Regions from separate parts of the Anser cygnoides genome. Here all the other regions are linked to region 1. Evidence: chromatin contacts called from public Hi-C data. All regions are on one chromosome and are shown on one strand. The core of a region is the stretch at or near the end of the contact, and the rest is flanking DNA. Distances in the headings are between cores, read along the strand shown. Region 1 holds the start of ATP5PO (ATP synthase peripheral stalk subunit OSCP). Region 2 holds the start of RCAN1 (regulator of calcineurin 1). Region 3 holds the start of DNAJC28 (DnaJ heat shock protein family (Hsp40) member C28).

Evidence for each region. A called contact is a pair of places that touch in the nucleus more often than the background predicts.
Region 2: a Hi-C map of liver shows a contact between it and region 1, with 2.2 times the contacts expected there. The contact joins the promoter of RCAN1 here to the promoter of ATP5PO in region 1. A contact is called at or near these places in 2 of 7 Hi-C or Micro-C datasets (granulosa cells and liver).
Region 3: a contact with region 1 is called in a Hi-C map of liver, with 2.2 times the contacts expected there. The contact joins the promoter of DNAJC28 here to the promoter of ATP5PO in region 1. A contact is called at or near these places in 3 of 7 Hi-C or Micro-C datasets (granulosa cells and liver).

Annotation. Positions count from the first base shown.
Region 1 is chr1:113,648,922-113,651,710 of Taihu_goose_T2T_genome, reverse strand. It overlaps ATP5PO (ATP synthase peripheral stalk subunit OSCP), which reads left to right and starts at 1,424. Exons shown (of 7, transcript XM_048071552.2): 1 at 1,424-1,531; 2 at 1,647-1,697; 3 at 1,783-1,893; 4 at 2,168-2,297; 5 at 2,414-2,526. The coding sequence starts at 1,502. It overlaps LOC106043402 (a long non-coding RNA gene), which reads right to left and starts at 1,374. Exons shown (of 7, transcript XR_010825360.1): 1 at 757-1,374.
Region 2 is chr1:114,023,146-114,025,934 of Taihu_goose_T2T_genome, reverse strand. RCAN1 (regulator of calcineurin 1) reads left to right here and starts at 1,404. Exons shown (of 4, transcript XM_048071478.2): 1 at 1,404-1,705. The coding sequence starts at 1,493. LOC106043442 (a long non-coding RNA gene) reads right to left here. Exons shown (of 3, transcript XR_001211680.3): 3 at 1,811-2,204.
Region 3 is chr1:113,372,202-113,374,990 of Taihu_goose_T2T_genome, reverse strand. It overlaps DNAJC28 (DnaJ heat shock protein family (Hsp40) member C28), which reads left to right and starts at 1,448. Exons shown (of 3, transcript XM_048071548.2): 1 at 1,448-1,587; 2 at 2,081-2,176. The region is part of intron 1 of LOC106043431 (trifunctional purine biosynthetic protein adenosine-3-like); the gene reads right to left.

The sequences.
Region 1 (2,789 bases), core at 175-2,674:
ACTCTAATGAAATTTTGGATACAGGACCCCATTTCAAACAAATGCATTCTCTGTAATTTTCCCAAGTTTCAGTGTATGCACATTACCACAAAAAATAAACAATGTATGTTTTTCCTTAAAGAGAAACAAAGCATTTTCTTCATTTTAGATGTGTTTTTCTTAGTACTGTAGTTATTAAAAATATCAAGAAGAATGGTGTTAGAATGGTAAAAGCTATCATGAACTATACTTGTGGCTTTGAACGTCCCCAGAGCAAATACAACTGGTGATTGCAGGCGCTGAATTCCAGCATCCAGAATAACACATATTGGTTATAGCATCTTATTTCTGATGGGATGCTATACCAGCTTTCTTATTCAGACTCTATTTCCTAAAGAGTGCTAGTCTAATTCTCTGTTTTTGATGTAGCTTTAGCGAGCACTAATTTTTCAATTTGCAGCAACAGCAACATCTAGTGTTCCCAGTCTGCCCTGCATACTTACGTAGCATGCTTGCCATTAATGCAATGCTTCGTATTTTAATACCACCTCCACCTGACCTGCTCACACCACAGAAAATAATTACTCAAACTTTGAAACAGCTCTGTGAGCAGCTGATCCTTTTAGTTTACAGAGAAGACGGAATAATCAGGGAGAGAAGGTGTTTAATTGTTGAAGACAGTTCAGCAGGAGCTGAGCGAGCTGCGTAAGGTCGCACTGGGAGACTCTGGCAAAGTCAGAGCTGAAATGCAGCCTGCCTACCTACACTGTGCTTTACCTGGAAGATCTCTTTGTCCCAGAAGATATATGGACCTAATTTATCTGAGGGGAGGAAACAGCTCGTTGTATCTCAGAGGCAGTTTCACCACATTAGAGGACAGCAGAAACATCTGCGGGAAACATGACATTTTCTCCACTGCAGAGTTTGCGAGAGGCTTGCTCTCTACAGCCGAACAGAGGGATGCAGGGTTGTGTAACTACAGGACCCTTGTGGGAAGCGAGGAAGGGGTTGGGGCGGCAGGGGGGACGTGGGGTGACCCCGAAGGAGGGGCTGCAGCCCCGCAGGCCTCCCCTCCACCAGCACAGCCCCAAGCAACCCGAGGGCTGCGGGCAGCTTGTCACTAGACCTATGACAGGCAAAGCAGGCAGGTGCTGGGTCGAGACCCCCACACAGACCCCTGCCCGCGGGTTTTCCTGAGGAAAGCCACTTCGTTTGCCCTCGAGCCGGGCACAACCGCCTCCTCCACCGAGCAGCACAGCCACCAAAGCCTGGCCTCACCCCGCGGGCTTGCGGGGCGCCGAAGCCCTCGGCTATTTCTCCCAGCCGGGCCCGCCGAGGCTGCTCGGAGGGCGCCGTACCTAAGGACGCCCACAGCGCTGAGGGAGGACAGCGATGGCGCACAACTACAGAACTACATCCCCCGGCGGGCCGCAGAGGGGGCGGTGCGGCCGCCGTGCCTGCGCGCTGCCTCCACACGGGGCCGGGCGGCGCCGTGACCTCGAGCGGCGGGCGGGCGGACAAAATGGCGGCGGCGGCGGGGCTGGCCCTGAAGGTGATGGCGGGGGGCGGCGGGGGGCTGGTGGGGGCTCTCGCCGGGCTCTCCCCTCGCCGTGCGGGGCGAGGGGAGGCGGCGAGGGGGTGCGAGGCCACCGCTGTGCGTCCCGCAGGTGCGGCAGCTGAGCACGTCGGCGGCGAGGCCGGTGTCCAAGCTGGTCAAGGTGAGCGGGGAGCGGGTGCGGGGGGCGGGTCGGAGCCGCCGCGTCCCCGTCCCGGGGCTCCCCTGAGCCGCGCTGTCGCCCGCAGCCCCCCGTGCAGGTGTACGGGCTGGAGGGCCGCTACGCCACGGCGCTGTACTCGGCCGCCACCAAGCAGAAGAAGCTGGAGCAGGTGGAGAAGGAGCTGCTCCGCGTGTGGGTAAGGAGCCCGGCGCCCCGCGTCGCCCCGGGTGTCGGGGTGGCCCTGCCTGGTGGGAGGGAGGTGGGTCTGTGGGCCCAGGCGGGGAAGGAGGAGCATCACCCCTAAAAGAAACCTCCCGTAAATGAGCTGCACCTGGGGCTGTCGTCGTCCCACCTGCATGCTTCTCATCTTTTCGGGCTTGCTCGAGGAGTGACCTTGTTGCCCACTTGGACGGTTTGTTTAGGCTTGGAGAACTTGTGTTTTTTATAACGTTGCACGTGTGTCCTCTTAGACTCTTTTGAAGGACCCCAAACTGTCCAGTGTTGTTATGAACCCTCATACCAAGAGCACAGTTAAACAAAAAGCTGTAAATGATGCTTTAGCAAAAGAGAAGATGTCCCCTATTACTGTCAACCTGATGAGTGAGTAATCATTTGAATTTTGAAAAACATCCAAGGCTACCGGTTATTACTGGTTGCTAACCAGATCTGCTTCTAGTGGTTGCTTTAAACCCTTTCAATACATCTACCTCTTCCAGACTTGCTTGCTGAAAACGGTCGCTTGCGCTACACTCCAGGCATTGTTTCTGCCTTTGGGAAGATCATGAGCGCGTACCGAGGAGAGGTGCTGTGCACGGTCACCACTGCACAGGTAGGTCAGGAATCTCTAGGTTGACCCTAACAGATAGTGACATAAAAGGCAGACCTCTTTAGTTTTATTTTGCTTTCTGTAATATAAGCGTCTTGCTGTGTGAGTAGTGAGGAAAAATCTCACCTCTCCTAGGATGAAAGTCTCTCTGCAAGTAGCGTTTTGATATCCAATAGTTGTTGGTCAGCAATTGAATGCGTTCCTCCTGTATCAGCTTAACAGGTAACATAATTCCTGTGTGTGAACCCTATGGCTGATAGAAGTCA
Region 2 (2,789 bases), core at 155-2,654, 370 kb before region 1:
TATCTCAAGTAGTGAGGTTGTTGTCTCTGCTGTAAACTTTGCACAATGCACATCAGTAGGTAGCACGTAATTTTCAACCCTCAAAATTGTTTCTTCGGATGTTCTTTACACCACCAAAATATTGCTGTATTTTGGAAGAAAAGATCAGTAAAAGTATGTTACTTTGAACATCATTAAAAATATTTGCCATACCATATTTTAAATCATTTATTAATGTTGCTCAACAAGTGACCCATTGTAGCCTGCATTAATATGTTTATAGCCTGGTTACAAAATCCAGTCCTGTGTGTGGCACGGTAATTTTTTTTTACAAGTGCACACTAACATATGTTATGTACAAAAATATAGTTAAAATTGCAATCTAGAATACTAGACATTCTGAATTGAAACTTTTTTTTTCTGAGCCTCTGGATAGATGACACCTGATGACAAGATCACTATGTGTGATGACACTGCTTTCTAAGTCCTGGGAGTTTGAGCTGTAATGTAAATGACAGTTGCCTCCTCACTCATGTCTATGAGAAGTTTCTTGGAAATTGAAAATGAGAATAGGATTAGCCCCTCAGCTTGCTAAAAGTGGTGTTCTTGTGGTAGCCCTCTTTTGGTCTTAGTGAGAAAACAGCTTTTGGAGGGATTGCACTTTCCACTTTCAGACCTGCTTTCTTACACACCCCCATGGAAGTCGAATATTGGGTTAATATTTTGCCTGCTATCATCCAACAGCTTTTCACTCCTTACTACCTTTAACTATTCTGCACTACACTTCTACTAGGATAGGATGTTTGAGGTCGATATGTGAATATCACGGTAACTTTCTAAAAAGAAAGAAAAAACTGTCATCTGAAGTTCACTTTTAGGTCTTATACATGTATATAGCAACATATTTTGGGGTATGTAAGAAAAGTGTTTGTCTAGGTCAGTTACGTTGGACTAAGCAGCTCAGCACATCAGGTAAGCTTTTGGCATCTGCAGTGTCTGACACGAGCAGCTCCTTGAGCTTAGCTAAGAAAGGTGCAGCTGTCCCTTACAGACTTTTGTCACTAGGAAAAAAAGAAAGGCTTTAAGAATACGCCTCCTTCAGGTCCAAGGTAAGGAGGAAACGACACGACACCACACAACTCTCCCAATAGCGCTACAAGTGTTTTTTTTTTCCCCCTCGGCTCTGGAACACAATGAAACCCTTTGCAGGACATCAAGGGCTGGTCAGGTAGCTCTGGGGACAAGCAAGAGAAACACGAGGCACTCGGTGGTGGCTGACCGACACCCCTTTTTATTCACATTTAACGCCCCTCAGGGCGGCGCTGCCCTCACTCAAGATGGCGGCGAGCAGCGCCGCGCTCCCGCGGGCCACCTGTTGCGGCGGCGCCCGGCGCCTATAGGCTTGCGCGCGGGGGGGGGCAGGAAGGCGACGGTTAAACGGCCGCGGGGGGGGGACCAACGGCCGCCGCCTCAGCCGGGCTCCGCCCCGCGGGGGCTCCGCTCACCGCCGGCCATGGAGAGCGGCGGCGGCGGCGGGAGGGGCCCGGCGGAGCCGTCGCCCCGGGAAGAAGACGAAGAGGAGGAGGAGGAAGAGGAGGCGCTGCCGGCCGAGGCGGCCTGGAGCTTGGTGGACGGCGCGATGGAGGCGGAGGCGCTGGCGGACCTGCCCACCGCCACCATCGCCTGCAACCTCGACCCGCGCGTCTTCCAGGAGGGGCCGTGCCGGGTGAGGGCCGCGCCGCCGCCGCCTCGGGGCGGGGGGGGGAGCGGGGAGGGAGGGTTCGTGAAGGCAGCCCGAGGCGCTTGGTGGGGCGACAGGCAGCCTCTGAGGCGTGGGGCTGCCCTGCGAGCAGGCAAAGGGAGCTGCTGGGCATCGCGAGTGGGTCTGCAGCGCCCGGCTTTGTTTAAAAAGCCAGCAGAGAGGGCTGCACGCCGCTCTGCCAGAGCAGGGCAGGGTAACAGCAGGTGTCAGAAGGCTGTTGTAAGCTGCCTGACAGATCCAGGTCTAATAAATAGATATAAACGCTTCAGGATTGCTTCTCACCTCGTCCGTGGCTTTCCTGATGGAAGTTGGATTCAAGTCGAGCTTACCTCCTCTTACCTGTCACACCACTGACCAGAATTAAAGAATCAGTGAAGCCAGCATTTCTCTTTATTTTTACACCCCTTTTTTCCATCAAGCTCTTATTTTCTGGTGCCCTTGATACTGAAGGAGATGTTCATTTCTTAAAAAAGATCAAAATGAAACCGACTTGAAAAATAAGGCAACAAATGTACTGGTTTAAAATCCTATTACAACAATTGGCTGTCTCTGTGAAAAACAGAGTAGATATAGCAGAGGTCCAACAGCTCAAGGCTACTAACAGTTGCAATGCATTAAAAATGAACTGGAGGTTGGAGTACAATGTAGCTGCATCATCTCTATTACTTTCTAAAATTATTATCGAAAACTTAACAGCAGCGTAATCCTGTATCACTCAGGGCACCTGCTGCTAGGAAAGGAATGGCACCTTCACAGGGATTTATCCTCTTTAATTCAAGTTCACTCCAAATGTGCTTAAGAAAATATGACTTCTAGTATCTTCAGTTGCTGGTGGTAATAGTACTTTTCTTAGGTGAATTCTATAACCTTAAAGGGTGTATTTTGAAAACACAGATATGACAACGTAAATGCATAATTACATGAAGGATCAGGACGTGTCTAAACACTTAAACCATTTTTCCGTCTTTCTGTTTTAATTCCAAAGACTCTGTCTCCAGACACTAAGCTTAGATCAGAGCAAAGTCTTATGCATCACTGAAATGGCAGT
Region 3 (2,789 bases), core at 199-2,698, 280 kb after region 1:
TTCTCTTCAACATCCTAATCCTTTCACAGTAGTATCTGAAGTCATTCAGTTAACATTTGACAAGCTTGCAATGCCACCACTCATTACTGAAAACAAAATCAAAGTATGCCAACATAACACTAAACAGTATCTTTGTGTCTTCAAGTCAGGTAATGAGAAATAAAAAATACATTAACAGAGAAACAAGCCATTTCTTTCACACTGCTAAAACAAATTTAATAGTAAATCCAGAACTTTGTTTAAAAATTCCGTGCAATTTATGACTTGTGTACTGTTGGACAGATGCTGTGCTTGAGCCTTCTGGTTTATGGAGACATGCATGCTACAGAAATTTTAAGCATCACTTAGCAAGTATTTGTAGACTTCCTTCCTCAGGTTTGTAGACTGTTTTACATTTTCTATCTGACTGAACAGCAAGATACCACAACAAGAGTCTCATTTCTTGTAAGATGAAAGAAGGATAAAATGTATCTCTCATTCGCAAGTTTTCAAAATTTGTTTTTATAGGACAGGATGTATGATGTGTTAAGTCAGAAACAGAATTCCTGCTGCCCTGAAACATCTCTCTCAAGAAAATAATCTAAATTTGTACTCGTTCCAGCTGGTCAATTTATAATGCAATTATTTGTTCAAGTAATTTTCTTAGGTGATGAACTGGATATGCAGCAGAGAAAGACAATACACATGCAAACTTCTAATTTCAAAATCTGACTTTTACAGAAAGCAAATTTGAAATAAAAAATGTAGAAAACTGATTCCTAATGGAAATAAAAGATAACCTCTCTGAAATAATGTGTTTCGGCGTTATTTATTCACCAAGATAGTATAGTGGTAAAGCTGTAAGAGGAAAAGCAGAGTATAATGCTGGAAGCTGTAAAATTAAGCAGACCACTCAATACTTTATCCCCTTCAGGCGCCAGTGCCACCACTTCAATGGCTGGATATGCAATTTGCTTGACCATGTCCCATCAAGTCCCGCTAATTAAACCCATGTCTATTTTTTTTTTCTTTTTCTTTTAATAATAGATGCTAGTGCTCAGGGAGGAAACAAAATTTGCCTTCTGACTACTGGACCTTTACTACATGCATCTGGGCCCTCCCTTCCAGCCTATGGACCTGAATGGTTGTGGGGCCTGGGGTTTCGTTAGCTGAAGCCCCGCCGTCCTGGCAGCCAGCGGGGCCAGGCACAGAGGCTGCAGCAAACCCACCAGACATCACAGCCCCTCCAGCCTCGCAGCTGGCCTTACACATCCTTTTCGGGCAAGCCCAGCAAAGGCTTGAACACCAAACTCTGTTAAGGGACGGAGTGAGCACGCTGTGAAAAACTACCAATATGCCAGGGAAACCTCACGGGGGAAGGCTGTTTCGCAAGCCTGGGAGAGAAAGCCTCGACAGAGGCACTTGCCATCAAATTATAGGGATACACTCAGGAGAACTAAGGCAGAAAAGGGGTTTGAGACCTACAGGCGTGCGTGTAACATAAACCCACAATAAGCAAAAGCGCGGCCGCCATTTTGTGGCTGCCGCCCCGCACTGCGCATGGCGCCGCAAGGCAGCCGGCCGGCGGCCCTCGGGCTCCCCTCGCCGGTGAGCTCGGGTGAGGGCAGGCGGCGGGGGAGACGTCCTTGGGCGAAGGGCAGAGGGGGCTGCCGCCCCCCAGGCTTCCTTGCAGGCGCTCTGCAGCCCTCGGGTGTGCGGTGCTGTGAGGGGAGAAGGGGGGGGAACGGCGGGCGGGGGGGTGAAAAGGGGCGCGCTGCGGTGCGGGGAGCCTCCGCCCGCCCGACACAACCGCGGCTGGAGGAGGGGGGGGAAAGAGGACGGGGGAAGGGGGTCAGCATTTGGGGAAAAGGGGAGCAGTTGTTGGGGAATGGGGGACTGCTACTGGGGCTCTGGTGTCAGCAGGGTGTGTGTGGAGAGAGAGGGATTTGGGCCTTCTGGGGGGGGACCTTGTCCTTGTCACCCTACTCAGCCCCGTGGGTCACAGCACGGTTGCATCAGCTGGGGAATGAAAACCACCCCCTGGCCCTGTAACGGAGCGGGGTGAGGCCCGCGGTATTAAGTGGGGTGTTCTCGTTGGCAGGGCGAAGGTCCTGGTAGTGAAGGTTCTGGAAGCGAAGCCTCCCCCTCCGGCCCGTGCTGCTGCAGGACTGAGGCCGCGGTCAGTCCCAGTCGAACGGTACGGTGGGTGCTTTGCTGGAGTGCTGGATGTGAAGCGACATCTGTGATATTTTACCTCGTTCCTGTTTAAAGTGCACCCTGAGTTTAAAAGAGCGATGCTTTTTAGGTGTGTATTTAACGAGTACCGTCTGAATCAAAACAGTTTTGCTCATATGTTAGTCTTATTTAATCCTTTACAGCAGAACTTGGTAACGGCCCACAACCCAAGGGGTATTTCAAGTTCCCATAGTTTTTTAAGCACAACTGTGTTAAAGTCAAATTAATGGATTTATGAGAAATTCTGCTTCTGATCACTTTGAATTTTGACGGTGTATTCACTGATTTTCCATTTAAGTAGTAGGTATGCGGATTTTATGGCCATATAGAACAATGATGATCTTTGCCAACCACCTACATGGAGAGAAAACAGTGTCTTATTTACCATGTTATGTCAGTAATATCCATTATAAAAACCAGAAGCTGATAATTTCATACCTTATCTGTATCAAAACCAATTGGAAACATTCAAAGTAGATCCAGTCTTTCGTCCAGTCCCACATACATCTCCTTTCCAGAAGGATTAGTACAGAAAAGCAGTTTGTTGTACGTAGAACATACAAACATTATTCATT